Regions from separate parts of the Macaca mulatta genome. Here all the other regions are linked to region 3. Evidence: chromatin contacts called from public Hi-C data. All regions are on one chromosome and are shown on one strand. Each heading gives the region's core, a stretch centred on a gene start, on an enhancer-like site or on the middle of the called end of the contact. The rest is flanking DNA. Distances are from core to core; before and after follow the strand shown.

Region 1 (3,031 bases), core at 156-2,655, 810 kb after region 3:
TATTTATTCAGCATCCCCAAGGGGAAAATAAAATTACCTTCGAGGTAATGAAATATAGATAAATTCAGTGTTTAGACTTGGGTCTCCTCCCCAAGATATTACATTATGTATATGCAAGTTTTCCAAAATCCAAAAGAAATCTGAAATTCTAGACATCTCTGGTTCCAAGCATTTCAGATAAGGGATACTTAACCTGTATAAGCTCCTTGAAGGGAGGGCTCAGGCTTCAGTAAAGGATTAACCTTCCAGGATCATTGTATTCACCCCTGTATCTCCCACAATACTGCATACACAGCAGGGGCTCAAGCAATAATTCTGCCTACATGGCAGTTTTCTGGCGGGTAGAAACTAGTTTGTAGAAATGAAGGAATCTACATGTATGGACCAATAGTGTCTGAGGTTCTCAGCAGGAACTATCAAATTCTGCAGTAAGCATATTTCCCTGCCCTACTACCACCATTCCAGCCTTAGAGGCAGGCACCTGTGTTTTTCCCAGGTCTGAAGGGACACTTCAGTCCAGCAATGGTTACTGGTTGAGTTCGCACAGGAAAGGCGTTGGGTGCTATAACCACTCACAACCTAATTCCCCTTCCCCAGACGATTTTCCTAGGAGTGAAAGACCAGCTCCAAATCATAGGCCAGCCCTGCCCCCAGATCTGTCTCTGGGCTGGGTGCTCTTTCCATAACACACACTCGCCACTGCATGGGGTACAGACATCCTTCCGGTGTCTTGGAGACTGAAAAACCCTAAGATCCCTAGTGGTGATTCTCCAAAAACAGAACCTAAATACTATAACTTTGGGGGCAGATGAAAGGCTGTAAGGATGAAAATAGAGGGGGATGAGTGGGTGAAAGGTGGGGTAAATAGGTGAGTGACCTTATCTTCCTTCTTTCAAAATTCAACCCACTACATTAGGCGGCACCCGTTCCCCTTGAGAAGGCCCCGGGTGGGGGGCCGAAATGGGATCGGCCAGGCCTGGAGAGTGCAGAGATGGAGAAAGCTGAAGGGTCCGGCAGACACATCCTGTGCTTACCATGATCACCACTTTGGGGGTAGGGCCCTTAACCTCCCGCTGGACGATGCCAAACCGCTGGCTGTACATTTTCGAGTCCCCTTCGGGATGGGGGCGGCGTCCGCCGCGTTTCCCCCAACCGTGGCGACCTGCGGGACCGCTTCCGCGACGCAGAAGTATCGTTGCCATGGTGCGCCTCGCGGGGTTAGGGGCAGGTAGAGGTGGGCGGGTACGACGGAAGTCCGTCTGGTCACCATGGGGGCCGCAGACGCCTGCACTCGCGACTTCCTCTTCCAGCCGAGAAGCTGAGCCTGCGCGGTCCTCACCCCGCCCCTCGGCCAAACCGCACCGACTTTGCTCCCTTCCTCTAGGGTTCATCAGAATGGCAGAAAAATCCTCTAGCCCAAGAAAAATCGAAGCTCTAATTACAATTCCAGTTGACTTTGCTATTTATATCCTGTAATGGTCTAAAGGTACGAGAAAGGTTAGCGAACATTTTTTGGGAAGCTTAAATTTTGCACTATCTCTAGGTTAATCTTGATAACGGTGATAATCACAGGAAAACCTTGTATTTGTGTAGTTCTTTACAATTTCCAAGATATTTTCACACACACAACCTTTGAACCTCACAGACTTTTTTTGAGCCAAGGTCTCGCTCTGTCACCCAGGCTGGAGTGCAGTGGCGTGATCAGGGCTCCCTGCAACCTCGTCCTCCTGGGCCTCGGCCTCCAGAGTAGCTGGGACTACAAAGCCTGCGCCACCACGCCCTGCTAATTTAAAAACAAATTTTGAAGAGATAGGGGGTCCCGCTATGTTGCTCAGGCTGGAACTCCTGCTCCTGGGTTCAAGCGATCCTACCCCCTGCCCCTCCCGTTGGCCTCCCAAAGTGGAATTACAGGCTGCGCTACCGCGCATGGCCACAAATATCTTATACGGTTGATAGAACAGGAAGCATTACTATCCTTATTTTCCAGCTAAGGCAAAGCTCAGGGAGCCTAAGTGCCTTGTCAAACCAAATAACCAGTAATAATAATAATAATAATAATAATAAAGGCTGTTAATAATAAAATCTTCCTGTTTGCCATCGGCAGAAACCAGGGCTTAGACTCAGGATATCCTAGGATGGGGACAGATCAGATGGACTAGTGGGGCAGTGGCACGACCTGGTGGGGCATAATTAAGAGTCTGAGGGTCACAGTGGAAGGATCAGGATGTGGATCAGAAGTCCAGTAACTGGTTTCTGAGAATCAGGATCCAGGCAGAACAGGAAACACAAATCAGGGAACCAGGACGGACCTGCAGCACAGGTAGTAACCACAGTTGCATTTCCAGTCAAGAGTAAGGTGGTGATACCTAAAAGCCAATTAAGAATGACACTCTGGTACTCCAAAAGTGGGGGTGAGCATAGAACACTTGAGCACATGCAACAAATCAGTACCTACGTCAAACTGACGTATAATAAGTACAACTAATGTGTATACCCTCCTTAAGGACACAATTTACTGCAAATTAGCATTCCTTAATCATATGCAAACCACCCACTTCGGCTTTTGTATATGGTACGTTTCTAAATATGAATTCCATTTCCTGAATTGCTGGTTCAGTTTTTCAGCCATGAAATGTCTTTCTTCTCTTTTAATCATCTTTTAATAATTCTGTCATTTTGTGTTCAATTGCAGTTCAGTAAAACACTCATTTGCATTTACTAAGAGTTTACGTGGCCTGGAACAGAAAAAGAAACAAATTAGGTGGTCGTCTCGGTTTCCTGGAGTGTCCAGAGGGGCGGTTCTTTGATCTTCGAGTTCAACGGGCCCCGGGACCGCCCATTGGTCTGGGAGGAACCTCCCCCACCACACCTCCGGGAAGGCGGCAACGAAAACGCGTTGGGCCCGGAGCAGGGCTTGGGAAAATCGGCGGCGATTCGGGGCCGCCCGCTGGGGATTCCCAAGGTTGTGCAGCCCAAAGGGCCTGGTCACAATTTCTGAGGCGATGGGGTAAACCGACCCTTGGCGACACCC
Region 2 (3,174 bases), core at 159-2,658, 830 kb after region 3:
CTCTTCTCTCCCTTACTATCCCACCCACCTACTCTGCACCCCTGTCCAGGGCAGAGCTGCCTCTTCCCGTGGAATCTTCTATTACCACTCACAATGGAGACCCCATTCCAGCTCACCACAGACGTGTATCACTACTCCCCATGACCCCCCATTATGGCTCCTCCTCCTCCCTTGAAGCCCCACCTGCCTTCCCTGTCCATCCATGGCCCTCACCTCTGCACTCCCGGCAGTACCACTCCCGGATGGCCTTGGCCATCTTCTCAGTGATCCGGATGCAGTCCCCATGGAACCACTCATTGCAGTTGTCACACCCGCTGCGGAGGATGGGGCAGGCGGTGGAGATGTGAGGGGCGCGGCCCATCGGCCTCACCCCACCCTGCTAGTGTCTGCCCCGCCCACCTCTCCCGGGCTCACATCATGAAGCAGTTGATGTCCGGTTTGCGACAGATGCAGTAGATGGGCGCATTCTCTCCATTCTCCGACTTGCTGTCCTCCCCAGCATCTGGAGGTTCTGGGTCTGAACCATCTCCCTCCTGCGGGATACCCCCATTACGGATCCTTAAACAGCCCCCACCGTGGCGGCTTATCCCATTACAGCTCCACCATGGTCAGCAGGGATCCCCACTCTGCCTGCAGATTTCACATCGGGGCCCCCCAAAAACCTCTCCATCACAGTCCCCACTGACCTCCATCCCTTCCCCTGACATCCTATTACTTTGCTCCATACTTCCCATCACGCACCCACCGACACCCGCTCCCTGCGTCCACACTCGCTAATGGGCCATCGCGATCCTTCATCGTGGCGCCCTCACAGACCCCGCGTAATTCACTGCGGACTTCCCATCGCGGTCTCTACGCACCCCTCCCTGTTTACCTCATAGACCCACCTGGCACCCGCACCCACCCCCAGTCGCGGCTGTCCACGGATCCCCGGACACGAACTCCTCGTCACGGCTCACTACAGACCACCCAGTGTGACTCCTCACAATCCCCGATCACGGTTTCCCACGGAACTGCCACCCGGAGTCCCCACTAAACTTCTATTAAGGACTCCCCCACCGTGGCTCACCATAGAACTCCCAGATGGTTCATCATTCTGCCCACAGACTCCCGCCGTTCAGTCCACAGACTCCGGTTACGGCTCACCACAGACCCCTGAGTCGGCCGACAGACCCCACTGTTGCCAACCCCACCAACCTCCACCGCCGAACCCCTCCCTGAACCCGGTACTCACCATATCTCCGCTCCCGGCGCACTCCCTCGCGACCCCCGCCAGCAACCCGCGAACCTGCACAGACCACTCGGCGGCGTCCCAGGCGGTTGCAAAGGCGCCCACAACTACTTCCGCTTCTGGTCACGCCTCCCAGGCAGCGTACTCCTATTGCGCAAGCCCCGTGCGTCGTCTCCGCCGCAAACCAGTAGGTCGCTCGCCTAGAGCCCCCGAAGAACCCTCAGGCGCCGCCATCTTGATTATCGTATCCGTATGGTGGCCGAATCCACACGTTCGCCGGGAACATGGCAGCGCTCAATTGTGGCTTTCCCGAGGGCGTCGCCACCTTGTCAGTAGAGTCCGTACGGCGGCTGCTAGTACGGCCTGGACGTACAGGCAACATGGCTGCACCTACTGCGTGACTTCCTCATAGATGCCGTCATCTTGGAATCTGATTCCGTACGAGGGTCGAATTCGTACGTTCCTTGGCGACACATGGCGGCGACCTATTTGCGGATTCCTCAAGGGCGCCGCCATCTTGGTGGTTGATACCGTATATTGGCAGCTTGTCAGGCAGAGAGGTTCACAGGTAAAGCGGCCGCTCCCGAAACGCTACCTGGATCAAGTTGTATTCATTCCTCCATTCTGTCTCTTTCCCCTTCCACATGTATTGATGGGGTGTCGGCAGGCTGTGTGCCTTGCGGGGCGGAGGAAACCAGTTCCTCTGTCGTCTCCGACTTCACCTGCCACCACTCTTTCCGGCTCTCACTCCTCCCACTTGTCATTCTTCTGCCAGGCCTGGCACGGTTCGGCTTCTATTTATTTTATTTTTATTTAAAAACAATTGTTAAACTAATATCAAATCTTATTTTAGTTATATAAGCTGCACAATAAGCCTAAGCACAGTTTACATTGATTTATTGTTTAGCATTTAGAACATTTTCAAATATTATTCTAAATAAAGTTGCAACGAACATTCTTAAACATAGATCTGTATGCTCATACCTGATTATCTCTTGTGAAATGTGATATACAAAACGGTGTCACTCTGGTTAACAGCTGTAAAATGGAGCCTGGAAGCCATTCTTTCTAATTTTTATTTATTTATTTACTCATTTTTTGAGACGGAGTTTCGCTTTTGTTGCCCAGGCTGGAGTGCAATGGCGCGATCTCGGCTCACTACAACCTCTGCCTCCCGGATTCAACCTATTATCCTGCCTCAGCCTTCCGAGTAGCTGGGATTACAGGCTTGCGCTACCACGCCCGGCTAATTTTTTGTATTTTTAGTAAAGACGGGCTTTCACCGTGTTGGCCAGGATGGTCTGGATCTCCCGACTTAAGGTGATTCGCCAGCCTTGGCCCTCCAAAGTGCTGGGATTACAGGCGTGAACCACCGCGCCCGCTCCGCCTGGAAGCCATTCTAAGGACTCCTCGCAAACTTGCAAAAAGGAAAACAAACAAACCAAAACTAAAACACAATAGGAACTTGCCTGGAACCCTTGAATTGGTCAAAACTGCAATGACCACACCGTCCTGGAAACCAGCTATATTTCACCAGCGCTTCATCTCCTGAACAACAACCAATGAACTATGGACTGGTGCTGGCCAGCCGCCTCCACCAATAATAATTTCTTTAAAATAACTTGTGTAATCCTTAGCTTCCTTTCTATTTTTCTTAAAAAGTCCTACTCCCCTTCCTCTTTTTTGGAGTACAATTTGACTTCGAGCTGAATCTGTGTCTCCTGAATTGCAGTTCCTAATGCCCCAATAAACTCCTGCGTTGCAGCTTGGTCTCTTGCCTCTTCTTAGTTGATACTCCTTAAAGATAGAATTACTTTGTAATTAGCTCTAAATATTGTTCGACATGTTCAAATTTATAGGTGGTCATTGGTTTGGACAGAGCTCCTGCTCTAGGTCCCACCAAAATGGAGTCACTCGTGCTAAAGTTCCATGCCACCAAGCCA
Region 3 (3,282 bases), core at 572-3,071:
TTAAACAATTTCTTTCCGAAATGTAACATGGCTCTTCTTTATGAAGGCAGGTCACAAACCACATTAATCACTGCCAAGGCAGTAACTTTGATAATTAACCATACTACCAAAAAGGTGTATGGCACAAAAAGGGTTAAAAGCCCTTGGTAAAGTACCTCCAGTGTAAAAAAGACAGCAGAAAAACAGAAATACTAAATGTTAGGCTTAAAGAGACCACAGAGGCACGCTTCTGGATCTTCACAGAATTCTGCCATAAAGGGACTCAAAAAAAAAAAAAAAAGGAAATAATTTAGTTCCGTGGAAACTGGAGGTAAAAATTTTAAAATCAAGGACATAGATCTGAAGAGCCAACATTAATTAAACCACCCAAGTTGCACAGGATATTAATGGTTTGGGTACCTTAAGTTCAGCATTACTCTCTGCATTTTTAAGCATGTGCAGCAAAAATTCAGCACTCTTCTTGGGCCACCGACCCTGTGTCCAGCCCCACTGCTTGGCCTGAAAGAAAATGGAGATTAGTCATTTTCCTTGATTTAAATTAACATTACAGCCAAGATGAATCTATTTGATCCGACATCATGGCTTCTCAGAACATGGTTTATTTCACCATCAATCCAAGGTGTCCTCTGTCATTACAGCAACCAGAAATAGGTTTATCGGCAGAGATCTTAGGCATTCTTATCCTATCCCATCACTTTTCCATTAAATTTTGTCTCTTCAAATGGCAACTAAGAATTCTCACCTGGGCACACCTGCCAACTCCACCATTGTAACGTCGGAATGGTACGCACTGTTTCTGTAAAGTGACATCTTTCAGATACTTCGTGGCTTTTCGAATATGCATACCCTTGATGGCCTGGGCAGTTTCACGAGTGTTCTAAGAGTGAAGAATAAAGTGTTGGTTAACTAGATCAAAGCATTGTTTACTTTTTAAAGTAAATGTGAAATTTTTGGCTTTTCAAAATGTCAAGTTATTTCTATTCTTTGGGGGCAAGGCAATTAAAAAAAACTTGTGACTAGGCCAGGCATGGTGGCTCACACCTGTAATCCCAGCACTTTGGGAGGCTGAGGTGGGTGAAGTCAGGAGTTCAAGACCAGCCTGACCAATATGGTGAAACGCTGTCTCTACTAAAAATACAAAAATTAGCCAGGCGTGGTGGTGCATGCTTGTAATCCTAGCTACTCAGGAGGCTAAGGAAGAATTGCATGAACCCAGGAGATGCAAGATGCAGTGAGCCGAGATCGTACCACTGTACTCCAACCTGGGTAACAAAGCAAGACTCCATCTCAGAAACAAAAAACAAACTAACAAAAAAAGCCCTTGTGACTAAAACCCAGGGAAACTTCGTTGAAGCTAGACAAAACCCCCAAACTCCATTTATTCCATCATCATGTAGTACCATTAACATTTCCCATCGTGGTCTGCACCCTAGGTTTTCAAATGTCTTTCTGGTACTTTTACTCAATTTCACAAACCCTACATCCTTACACCCCGATGATCAATGCCTAAATATAAGGTGGCCGCTCAGAATTTATTAATTTTCACGGTAAATCCAAAGGTGTCCTAAGAAAGTCATCACCGCAGCTACCTTTTTTGAGTGTAACATGAACTGTTGGATCACAACTATGAATCGCATACCTTAAAGTGAACACGAAGATTGGAACCTCTTGATTTGCATGCTAGAAAATAAAAAACGTTTTGGTTAAGTTTTGGCATCTTATGCCAACCCCCAAGGAGGAAATAGGTATCTATCTCCTGTCCACTTACATTTCGTGGGGTTCTCCGGGTCAAGTGAATAGCGAACCATTTTCACAGATTACCTGGAGGAAAGTACAGTGTAATTGTGTCAATAGGTACTTACAGTAACTCGGTATACGAGTTATTAGACAAGTATTAGACGATTCGAACAGCTGCTCAGAGAGTAGTTGTTTTCATGATTAATCCAAAGGTGTCCTAAGAAATGCCATCATCGCAGCCATCCTTTCCTCCACCCAGGGCTTTCTTCCCTTTTATCTGCCAGTAACTACAGCACTGCTTCCACAAAAGTAGCCACACGGACCTCACCAATCCAGTCTACCCTTTGGAAGAAAATACAGCCTGTTTCAATCCAATGCTGGATCTTCCAGGCGTAAAATGACTCGACGCATCCGCATGGCACAACTCAACTACAACCCTCTACCTCCTCCCTCCCGCTCTACAGAAACCCCTTTGCTGTCAGGGCTGCAGGTCTCTCCCAACACCTTCGGGCTATGACCCACGTTAAGAACCCTCCGGTACGCAGCACTCTTGTAGAAATGTGTAAAGCCTCCACCCGACTTTATTTCCCCCAAAACTTTTCCTCGTTGCGGCCACAAATGTGACGCGTATTCGGCCATCACTCACCACTGGACACTGGATCTCCGGAGTCCGCACGCACCACAGGCGGCTCCACCAGTGAAGGAGCCCGGTCGTCCCATTCCCGCCCATCACGTCCCTCTGCGGACTTCAAAGACCGACCGGCCCCGGATCCCAAAGTTGGGCCCTCCGCCACGTCCCCCCGCATAAGAAACCACCGCCTCCAGCGAGGATTTAGTAGCTCTGGGAGTTCTCCTCCCGGGGACCTGGAGGCCGACGCCCCAGAGGCCAGGATGGCGGCGATGGCAGGAGGATTCAGCCCCGGGAACACCACAAGACACTCACTCACCTCAGGCCGCTTAGGGAAAGAGGAAGAGCGGTGGCTTCTGGGAGAACTCATGAGAACTTGACTTCTCGCGAGATTCGTAGCTGATGAAACGAGATCCGAGGAGGGAGGAGAGCGGAGGCGGAAGGGAGTGTGGAATATGTTTTTAAAACGTGTGAAAACGAATTGCCTCCTTAGGGACTGTCTCAAAGTTCTCTTTTTTTTATACAGAAATAAAAATTTCAGGCTTTAAATGTCAGTCAATTAAAAACAGGGTTGTAGTTCTAGGACATCTACGTATTATTAGATATGAAAGAAACATTTTATTTATTCGTCGGCATTAGTTAGGTTTGATTATGTGGCCCTGTACCCCTGAAAGTGGTTTGTAAATGGTCAATTAAAAAGATGAAAGGATGAGACGTAATTATGGTAATCAGGAAATTCTCAGGATGGGAATGTCATCCAATCAATTTTGTTATAACCTGTGTGAAAAATGCACTAACTGAAGGGTTTGGTTCAATGTCCTCATTGTTTCCCACTGCTTCTAGATCTTCATCTGGAGGAGAAAACCTGTTGGCATTTTCTTCCCTTTTTTCCTTCCCCAGGTCACCTCTCTGGTTAT

What was found. A called contact is a pair of places that touch in the nucleus more often than the background predicts.
Region 1: a contact with region 3 is called in a Hi-C map of CD4 T cells, with 7 times the contacts expected there. The contact joins the promoter of CFAP53 here to the promoter of RPL17 in region 3. A contact is called at or near these places in 2 of 14 Hi-C or Micro-C datasets (CD4 T cells and fetal cortex germinal zone).
Region 2: a contact with region 3 is called in a Hi-C map of fetal cortex germinal zone, with 4 times the contacts expected there. The contact joins the promoter of CXXC1 here to the promoter of RPL17 in region 3. A contact is called at or near these places in 2 of 14 Hi-C or Micro-C datasets (fetal cortex germinal zone and liver).

What each region holds. Positions count from the first base shown.
Region 1 is chr18:42,037,560-42,040,590 of T2T-MMU8v2.0, reverse strand. CFAP53 (cilia and flagella associated protein 53) reads right to left here and starts at 1,405. Exons shown (of 9, transcript XM_015121974.3): 1 at 1,035-1,405. The coding sequence starts at 1,391.
Region 2 is chr18:42,016,175-42,019,348 of T2T-MMU8v2.0, reverse strand. It overlaps CXXC1 (CXXC finger protein 1), which reads right to left and starts at 1,408. Exons shown (of 15, transcript NM_001266065.1): 1 at 1,235-1,408; 2 at 415-533; 3 at 214-314. The coding sequence starts at 1,237.
Region 3 is chr18:42,843,539-42,846,820 of T2T-MMU8v2.0, reverse strand. RPL17 (ribosomal protein L17) reads right to left here and starts at 1,821. Exons shown (of 6, transcript NM_001193562.1): 1 at 1,769-1,821; 2 at 1,640-1,680; 3 at 743-877; 4 at 400-498. The coding sequence starts at 1,808. It overlaps LOC114673888 (small nucleolar RNA SNORD58), which reads right to left and starts at 1,976; the gene lies at 1,911-1,976. LOC114673886 (small nucleolar RNA SNORD58) reads right to left here and starts at 1,585; the gene lies at 1,521-1,585.